Regions from separate parts of the Anser cygnoides genome. Here region 1 is linked to region 2. A link is a contact called in public Hi-C data. All regions are on one chromosome and are shown on one strand. Each heading gives the region's core, a stretch centred on a gene start, on an enhancer-like site or on the middle of the called end of the contact. The rest is flanking DNA. Distances are from core to core; before and after follow the strand shown.

Region 1 (4,986 bases), core at 2,381-4,880, 100 kb after region 2:
GCGATCTGACGTGACAAAACAGAATTAGACCTCCAATCGCTGTAACAGATTCCTCGCTGAGGGTCAGAGCACATCAAAGAGAGAAATGTCACAGAAGATATGAAAAAGTGATCAAGAACCCACATCAGCTTTTTTTTTTTACTTCAGAATATTACAGGTTCCCAAAGGGAAGGCATTAGTTGTACTTACTCAAATGTAGCACCTGCATCGGGAACAACGTACCTGACCAAAACCCTGTCAACACGTCTGCAGTGCTCCTCTGTTACAAAGGCCAGGCACTGTCAGGATTGAGAAGAAAACAATTAAGAAGCACTTTTGCCTATAAACGGTGAAGTGGGTGCTAGAAATTATCTATGTCTATAAACAGATGTATACACGGCACACTCTTCATCGCAACAGCCCAAATAGCCTGACATTTCCAACTTAAGTTGCGTTTGTTTCCCAGACAGTACTGGAGTTCATTTATTAATTCAGAAGACATAAATGCTTTCCTCAGTGGTACATAAGTGCTCTGCAAGTATTGGCAATAATCTTTAAAAACATTCTTATGCTCTGGTCAAAACCAATCAACTCACTAACAAACACCCAGTACTAAATTTGAAATTCAAACTTCTGCTTTTGCACGTCTGAGCCAACAGAGCTTTAATCGTAGAAATCCTACGTGTATGAGCCAGAACAGCACACGGTGGACGCTACCTGCAAGGTCTGGCAAACCTTATTTTTACTCCTAGGATTGTGTCAACGCTTGCTATAAACAACAACAATACAGTTCCAGAACAGTTACGTCCATTTATCTGATTGCATTATCACATCAGACACAGTGAAAAATATAGCAACATTTAGAGAGCTGGTTTCTTTTACGGAAAACTTCAGTTAAATCTTGCCCACACTTTGTTATTTAGAATCAGAGTTCCTTCTATACCAACATATGTTTGGCACAGAAAAGATGCAGCATCAGAGAGCCAGTTATGACTCCCAGATTCTCAACGTTTTTTTTTTAATCTCTTGGCTGTGGTCTGACTATAGCAATGTTGTGCCTGCTTTGCTAACAATTGGTGAGGGATCCTGAGGGGTACGCCGGCTGAACATTACCAATGGATTTCCATCTCCTAACACACTCCCACGCCCACAGCTAGAGGAAACAGGCCGATTGGGACAGCAGCCAGGTAGATTCCCATCAGGCCAGCAGCACTTTCTACCACTCTTATGGTTGCTCAGTCTGCAAAACTTCGAAGCATTAATGATACTTTAACGTTTTCCATTATGTGAATCACAGCTTTGTTTAATTTGTGTTAATTTATGAATAACATCCGATCCTAAACTCACAAGCTGATATTAGTTCCTGTTCTTTTCATAACGGAACGGGGTAGGGAACAGTTGCTAACACAGAATGCCAAGTAGAGCTTTATAATATACACTGAAAATACTTTTGAGTGTCCAACGATCAGTATGCTACCCTATGGAAAGTGTCTAGCAGAAAGTCTGTTTACTTTCCTATTTCCAACACTGTAGAGCAAACAACAAATTCTGTTGTCGAAAGTAATACTCATTTTAAGATCTTGCTGACATCTTTCTGCCAATGTTTTTCTAAACTGGTGCAGATTTAGTCACTTTCTTTGTGACCATACAAGAATCACAGTTTTAAGGTCATTCCAGCCTGCCCACTTGTAGTTCTGTTTTCTGTTGGATAAAGGGGGGAGCGGAGCAGTTGGAAGTAGAAGGACCATTCAATCTACACACAATTCGCCTGAGCTATTTCTGAGCCTCTTCATTCCCCAGAAATCCACCAAGTGAACATAACCTGGTCCTTATCTTGGAGCTGCACAGCAGATACATATTATTCCACCAATTTTTTCTCCATCAGCTTTGAGGGTAAGCAAAAAGACTTCATTCTCCCCCATCTGCCCTATGGTTACCTTGACTATTGAGGACAGAACTGGGGCTCCAACCTACTGACCAAAATTTAATCTTCTGAGGTGCCGCCATTGCCACTGAAGCAAACGAAGGTCTCAAAGCAGTCTCCACACTTTGCCTCTCCTGGCCCTCTGTGCCAAGTGGCCAAATACTCTCCAGTTCACATCAAATTATGCAGCAGCGTATTTGCACCACAGAAACTGAGACTCAGCAAACCTTATTTCATCCTCTAACCTTACAACAACCTGACTGAAGTTTAACAGGAACGTATAAACACTATATAAGGTCTAATTTATTAATACTATTTTAATTAGTAAGCTGCCTTTAAATGACTACATTGGATGTGATCTTTTTTTTCTGAAGCCCATGCTATAGCAACACAAGGATGTCCATTTACAGTCTGCTTGTGCTTGGGGCTAGTGAACTGTCTGTCATATAACCAGGGGTTTTCTTTCCTCAGCTTTCACATTACACACGTGCTCTGTACAGAGGGCTACAAAGCTGTGAAGCAGCCTTCTCAAGACGCACATTTTCACCAATCCAAACACATGGGATGCCACCAGAGCAACTAGATGAATAATCAAACAGATTAAGTGACCTTAATTGCTTACTTTGACACAAGCAGCATTAAACAGCTTTTAAAAGCCATTAGGGGCTATCCATAATCTTTTTATTACAGCAACTGTCACAAGCTTTCAGTAAGATTTGATTTTTGTTAAACAAAAACCTAAGAAGTAAATTTGCAAAACCACTCTTCAATAACATTCACATGCAGTTTAACAAGGTAAGCACCTCAAATATCAAAACCTGCACAACTGAATAAAGATTTCACATATTTATATCCCCTTCCTCAGCACCTGCCAAGCACACATTTTTTTCTATTTACTAGGTGAGAAGACCTTAGTAAGCAGTAAAAACTTCCTCCAACACAGCCTCAAAACTGCTGCTATGCACGACCACGTTTCTAAGTAATCCTGATAACCACACTTGAACTCCTTACATGCTTAACTTTAACAGTGTGTGTAAAACTTATTAGGATTCATGCTGTGATTCGGTTGCTTTCTCACAAACGCATTTTTTTTGTCATGGGTAAGTATTAAAAAAGCATCACGTAATTACTGCAAAATGTTAAAAATAGCAAACGATCAGGATGGTGTGAAGCTCCTGTGTTAAATACTCAGCCAACTCTTGAAGTGACTTAAGAATAGAAAATAGTGTTTTTTCTCAAATTAAGAATTGGAGAAGATAGTGTTTTACCTCAAATTAAGAACTAATAGAAGATAGCGTTTTACCTCAAGAGTTTTTTTTTTTTCTTCCAAGGAGTCTTTCAGATCTCATTACTTAAGTAATAACAGAAAAGGACCAGAAAGCATAACACTTTCAAAAGTGCCTGATCTTAAGGGTCTTTTCCATCCGAAATGACCCCAAGATGAACGTCTCTCCCCTAGTTTCAGAGTCTGGTTTTGGGGTGCGGAGTGGCCGCACCACAGGAGACCTCAACTGGATGTTTAACCTTGCCCGCTACCCCATTTCCCTACTCTACAGCATCCTATTGACCTCAGAGAAAAGGAAACAAGGGCTTCGAGAGCCAGGACAGCCCTGGCAACGGGGGTCTACCCGTGCAACCCCCCCCCCCCCAAGGCGCGGGGTCCCTCCTGTGAGGAGAGCTCGCTTTCCGCCCTGCTACCCAGCCTGCTCCGCGCCCCCAACGCCTCATGGCGGCGGCGCCCCGGGCTCTGATAGACCGCAGCCAGGCAGCGGGGGGGGCTTAGCTCCGCGGGCCGTGCATTTTACGGCAGGAACGGAGCAGGGCTCGGCTCCACCGTCTGTTTGTAAACACTACGAGGCCGTGGGCGGCGCCGGGAGCGCGATCCCGGCACCGCCCCAAGGGTTCTGTGAGAAAAACGGGTCCGGGCAGGACTGAGGGCGGCGTAGCGGCGTTTTCTGACAGGATTATTTCACGGTTACGCCACAGCCCTTTGCCGGCTGAGGTTAAAACACGTTTTGTTGGGTTGTACGAGCAGTTTTGGGAGGCGAGACCGTCACCCTCGAGCGGTTCTGGGAAACGAGCGGTCACGCGCGTGAAACTGCAATGGAGTTGGAGAAGATGCTGTTGGCAACCAAAAAGATAAAGATAAAGCACGCAACCTTAACGCCTCGGTTTGTTTCAAGCAACAGCAGACGACAAAATTCAGACAAACGCTCTAAATTGAAAACATCCCGTTCACCCTCAGAAGATAATTATTCACAAAGCAGCAGCTCTAAAATCAACACCACAGAAGGATTTTTTTTTTCTTAAAAAGCCACAGCAGCAGTACTGCATGCTAACTGGCAATGCAAAACCCCCACTACTTTGCAACTCAGCCTTGGATGACATACAATCTTTGCCAAATAAATTGCTAATTAATCTCCACTGTTCTATGTTTAAAATAAACACCTCAGTAAAAATGGGACCTCATGATTCAAAAGTTGTTCTAGAGTTTCTTTGCCCACTTCGAACAGGTTACTGGTTTTACCACTAGGCTTGAAGAATAATCAGAGAAGCTGATCTTTACCAGATGCAACATTTACTGTATTTAACATTGAGAATCACAGTTATTATTAGTTATAATTGCAACTGAGCAAAATTCTGTGATTTTTCTTCACGTTATTTTGCCATTTTTGCCACTGTATGTTTTACATACCTGTTTGCTTGGTCAGGACATGTATACAGGACATATATAACTCAAAGTAAACAGTTAAAAGTATCTGTTAAAACATACCTCAGACTGAAATGACTTCTCCATTTTTGCTATTAGACTACATCAGTCCTAGAACATCACTGTGCAAAGGGTGTTTGCTGATTTTTGTTTCTTTGAGAGCTCTGATTGTCAGAATATTTGCTACGCATACACAGCTGTAGGTGTTTGAATAAAATTATCTAACTTGCTATGAAAACTCAGAAAGGCTGGCACTTCTGTTTTAGAGGAACATCACCATTACAATCCATGAAGTTTATTCACCACCATGGAAGGATTTTTACTTTAACTTTTAACTGAACTCTTCTTCAGTCTCCTTCCAGCACTCCCACAT
Region 2 (4,927 bases), core at 1,788-4,287:
GACAGTATGTACAAGAAAAGAAAAGGTAATTGGTATGTGCAGCCTTTTATTGGTTGGTTTATATATATAAGTGGAAAATATGCATTAGAGTTTTTCAGGCTCCAAGCCTCTATTTCTGTGAACATTAGAGAAATGTGCTGTTGACTCTGTCTTTTTTCCTCTCCCACATCCATGGATAAGCTGAGAGGGTGGATCAGGAAGGATGTAGGAATTTCCATTACAGAAAGAGATGATTTATAGGACAGTCATTGACATTTGCTGTTATTGCTTGGCTTTCTTTCTCTCTAAAGGTAATTTGCCCTGAGAGAGAAATATATTTTTTAAAAATTTCTCAGGTCAGCTGTATGAGCAGATAAACGGAAATGAACGGAGAAGTTCTGTTACCAAAATAACAGACTGGAATAGACCTTAAGAGCAGAATTTGGCCATTGTTCTGATTATGCAGAGACATTGGAGTAAGTGTCTCTGTGTCTGTTTCTTTGTGGAATTAATGCCTTCATGGATTAGTTTTTAGCAGTTTCTGTATCTATTTCATGGATCTGATTTGGGGTGGAATCTAAATGAAAGTGAGACCAAAGCCAGAAGAATTGTTACTTGCTGCAGAAAGAGAAAATAGATTTTTTTTCCAGGGTTTAGTTTTTGGGTTTTGTCTTCTTCAGTTTTTGGTACAGACTCTGCCATACTGCCAACGTGTTTAGTTGTTCAGAAATTTCTGCTCGTCAACAAAAAGTTGAGAATGTTCTTTTTTTAAAAAAAAAAAATCATTTTAGTAATAAGTGAAGGTAAAAAAGTGTTGGCTTTTTTGTTGTTTTGTTTGTTTTCAATAAGTATAGCTGCCAATTGGATGTTTGAGAGGATATTTGGATGTTTTAATAAACCCTGATCAAGAGGTTATTATTTGCAGTTCTGACTTGAGCCTAGCCTACTTGTGTATGGCGCAATAAAAGAGTGGTAATGTGTATCATTATTTCTTCTTTTAAAAAGAATACTTTCAGTTGCTCCTGAACAGGTTGTCTTACTGCTTGAAAGTGGGTTAGAAAATGCATTTTCTTCTCTTTTCAGTCAGATGATGGGTTAAGGATTTGTGGGTGTATTCTAGCTTCCTAGTTCCTGTATAAAGTACAGCCACGAGCTGCCCTCAAAATAAACCTGGGCTTGGCACAGATCTGTGTTCTATTCATGATTACACATAAATGTCTGATAAGTGGAAATACTCAGAAAAATCGAAACATTTCAGAATTCTACTATTTATGGCATCAAAACAAGCACTTGAAAAGCATTTTCTTTATTTTTTAACAATTGAAAACTTCATATTTAAAAAACAAATGAAAAAAACACACAAACTTATTGTTATGGGCTTATTGTTATGAAAATGCTTTATTATTATTATTTTTTGTTTGTTCTCTTCCATAGTGAACTTTGGGAAAAATCAAACACAATTTCAGTAAAACAAGATACAGTGATTAGTTTGTACTTCATCCTTTTTCTAACGGCATCTCTAAGCACTCCACTGAAATGTGTGTTTCAAATCCCATGACACGCCTTTGCATTAGCTGTGGCAAATAGCTTTGATAGGTCTGGAAAGCTAAGGAATAAAGAATTTTGAGTAAGCTGGCTGAGTTTTTAAAGGAAATCTCTGTTAGAATTGGGATTCAGGTACTATTTTCCTGGTGCCCAGGACTGTGCTCCATCTGTCTAGAAGTTGCTTCCACAGGAAAAGAGCAAATGACTTCTATGACTGCAGTTAGCCTGTCTCAAATTTAAAATGAAGCATAAGCTCAGACAGATGACACATCTGGAAGAGGAGCACACATCCTTTTGTGGACCTTTGTCAATAAAACACGTGAGCCTGTGAAACTGTAGTTTATTGTTGCAAATGTATTGTCCCCACCTCCAACAGGACTTTGGTTCCATAAAATAATGACTGGATTATAAACAATGCGTAACTATTGGATGCATAGCAATGTTACTGAAAAAATGGCCTGTCTTACGTGGGCAATGTGATATTTTCGTGTCCACGGATGAACTGTGCAGGAACCTTTGTTTGTCGTCTCTTTGTTGCACTGTATTAATAACAGCAAGGAACGATACCAGGGTATTTATGAGTTGATAGCTTTCTTTGCAATCATGAAATAAGCACATTATGACTTTTTTTTTTTTTTCCCGAGATCAATAACTTGACATTGCATCGTATCCATACAAACAGATTTTCTTAGTCAAGGGCTTGGTTTTTATTTTGAGTGGAAATATAAGATGCATACATACACATTTCAATTAAGGTTTATATTTGGCTGTAGATAATGCAGACTGGGTCCAATGTGCATGGTGTATGTAATACTTCCTTGGAATTAGATGTGATTTGGGCAAAGTTTGTGTGCCCCTGTGTGGGGCAGTTGTTCCAGTAAAAGAAATCCCTAAATGTCATGAAGCTGTAGTTTCCACCTGGCGTGACACCTTGTGCACGCAGCAATATTTCTTGTTTCTTTCTGTCTTTGTACAAATGGGTGTTTGTACAGATTTGACTATACTAAATTTTCTCTTCATATTTGGGAATTATATAGGGCTAACAGGCTTGTGGCCTTTTTGGGGGGCTGTTTTGCTTTTTTTTTTTTTTAATTTTTCAAATCATATTTGGCAGGCTACAAGCCAACGACAAGACGGTCACGAAGGCCTAGCATAGAGCTTGGGTGGTGAACACCTGCAGTATGGGAAGGTGTAAGAAATAAGATATTCCTGTCAACATCTGGGCTTAGAGGTTACTATGCGTTACTGCACCTAATTTTGGAAAATTCCTGAGTGTATTTCGCTGCTCGTGGTACATGAAAAGTGAGCTTTTCCCTCCTGCTGTCTCTATACTTTTAGCAGCTCTTTTGCCTGGGCTGGGACTCGAACCTGTGGCCTCGGTGCACCGCCCCTCTGGGGCGGGGAGACCCCCCGCGATTGATGGGCTAGAGAGCCAATGGCGTGTTTAGATCTCCCTAGCAACTGGGGGGCCGAGTTGAGCTGCCCAATGGCGGAGCCTGGGGGGCGGGGCTGCGGTTTCTGTCAGAGAGCGGCCGGCGGGAGGCCGCCGGTGGAGGGGGACGGGGCCGTCGCCGCCGACGCCTCCCGTCAGCGAGCCCCGGGCATGCGGCAGCTCGGCAGCCCCGGTCCCCGAGGGCATGGGCCGCGGGAGCTGAGCCGCGGCGGAGGATGAGCCAGGCGGGCAGCCCGGCGAGAGCCTACGATTTCCTGCTGAAATTCCTGCTGGTGGGCGACAGCGACGTGGGCAAGGGCGAGATCCTGGGCAGCCTGCAGGGCGGCGCCGCTGAGTCCCCCTACGGGCACCCCGCCGGTGAGCGCCGTCAGGGTTGGGGTTAGGATTTAGGGTTGGGGTTGGGGTTAGGGGCTTCCCCCTAACGGGGAAGGGGCGGCTCGGGCTGAGGGAGGCGGCTTTGGGTGCGGAGCGCCCGGGGCCAGGCGCTGAGGTGCACCTCGGGGGAGAGATGGGGAAGAGGATCGCTGAGGTGCACCTTGGGGGAAGAGGGTCGCTGAACGGCTCGGGTTGGAAGGGACCCCAAAGGTCAGCCAGCTCCAGCCCCCAAAATGGAAATCCTGACAAAAATCTTCTAGTAAAGGAGCTCTATTAATCAGCAACCGTATATGCTGTGAGATTGCTTTCACTGAAAGAGCAGAAAAGGAGGTTTTTCTCTCCCTTTTCTCCCCGTCATGTTTTTCGTTCCAGAAGAGCAGCCCTTTAAGACCAAGGTTCACGTTTGCAGCGTGTCCTTTTGCTTCAGCTTTTTAAAGGGCGACACTGAAGAGCCTCCTCCATGCCAGATGTGTTCTCTCTGCAAAATAAAGAGTTGTGCTCATTGCAAACTGATGTAAAACTAGATTATAATGGCTTTGGTAAAAGGGATTTTTACTTTCTATCTCTTCCTAGTCTTTTCACTTCCCCAGTCTGTTTTCCTAGAGCACAACTCTCTAATCACAATTTTCTTCCTCATGCAAAAATATTGCGTGGGATATTAAAAAGCAAGTTATGTTGTAAAATTACCCATTGCTTTAAATTACTGCTAGCATGAGTCTGTGACTGGTTAATTCATTTGGAAGGCTTTGCATTGACTCAGGATTTGTTATTATGGTGGGTTCATAGTACTGATTCAAGGCAAAGGAGTGGGTGGGGGAGGAAAGTTCTTTGGATGATTGCTTATGAGTCACATTGCACCTTGAAGGCATCAGCATGCATTTAAAGCTGTTTGCCTAGTAGTTTTGCTAAATTACTTCTTGGGATGGTTAAGTCTGTTGTGCTCTGCAAGTGGTTGGAGAAAAGGGTTAGAAGCTTGGGGAGAGCGTGCTGAGTCTGGCTCCTTCTGTACACGCAGTCTAAGTTTATAAATTCTTCTGCTGAAGAAGCACTTTAGTCTCCAATATATCTTGACGTAACAGAGAGAGAATGTTTGACCTGCTCCCAAGCTCATAGGTCTTTGGTCTTCAGCGTGTAAACCTTGTGATACTTGTGCTTTGCTCTTAAACAATGTTTAAATTGCGTGGCTAATGCTATCTATGTGAATGTATTTCTTGACAGCCAAGAAATACAAATGTTCTCTTAGAATTATTTAGTAAGTATTTAACGTGCAGCTTGGAAATTCTTCATTGTTATTAATAACTTTAAAATATGTGCATACAGGGTTGTAAGTGCTATGCAGAGCTTCATGGACTGTAGTCTTTTCATCAGCTTATTTATCAATCTTAACTATACAAGGTTAGAGAAATACGGTAATTCAGGTCCTCACGAGCTGTGCTATGCAAAGGTCTATGTTTCACAGAGAGTGAAAGGAGCTTTTAGCCAGGAGAAGATGAGCATGTCTGAAAAGAGGGGTGGGCGTTAAAAGAGCAGGGCAGATAAAGCAGAGGATGTAAAAGGAGACTGTAATGGAATATA

Evidence for each region. Hi-C and Micro-C count contacts between places; a contact is called where the count stands out from the background.
Region 1: a Hi-C map of liver shows a contact between it and region 2, with 10 times the contacts expected there. The contact joins the enhancer-like site here to the promoter of RAB40B in region 2. A contact is called at or near these places in 2 of 7 Hi-C or Micro-C datasets (both in liver).

The regions. Positions count from the first base shown.
Region 1 is chr19:3,864,746-3,869,731 of Taihu_goose_T2T_genome, forward strand. All of the region lies in intron 1 of FOXK2 (forkhead box K2), which reads right to left. Among named protein-coding and RNA genes, the nearest start is that of FOXK2, 8.6 kb to the right of the region's middle. Within about 2 kb of position 3,631, at least 2 of the 3 cell types and tissues checked have open chromatin away from gene starts, as enhancers often do. A contact at or near this core is called in liver, where this site is marked.
Region 2 is chr19:3,763,036-3,767,962 of Taihu_goose_T2T_genome, forward strand. It overlaps RAB40B (RAB40B, member RAS oncogene family), which reads left to right and starts at 3,038. Exons shown (of 6, transcript XM_048075992.2): 1 at 3,038-3,334. The coding sequence starts at 3,193.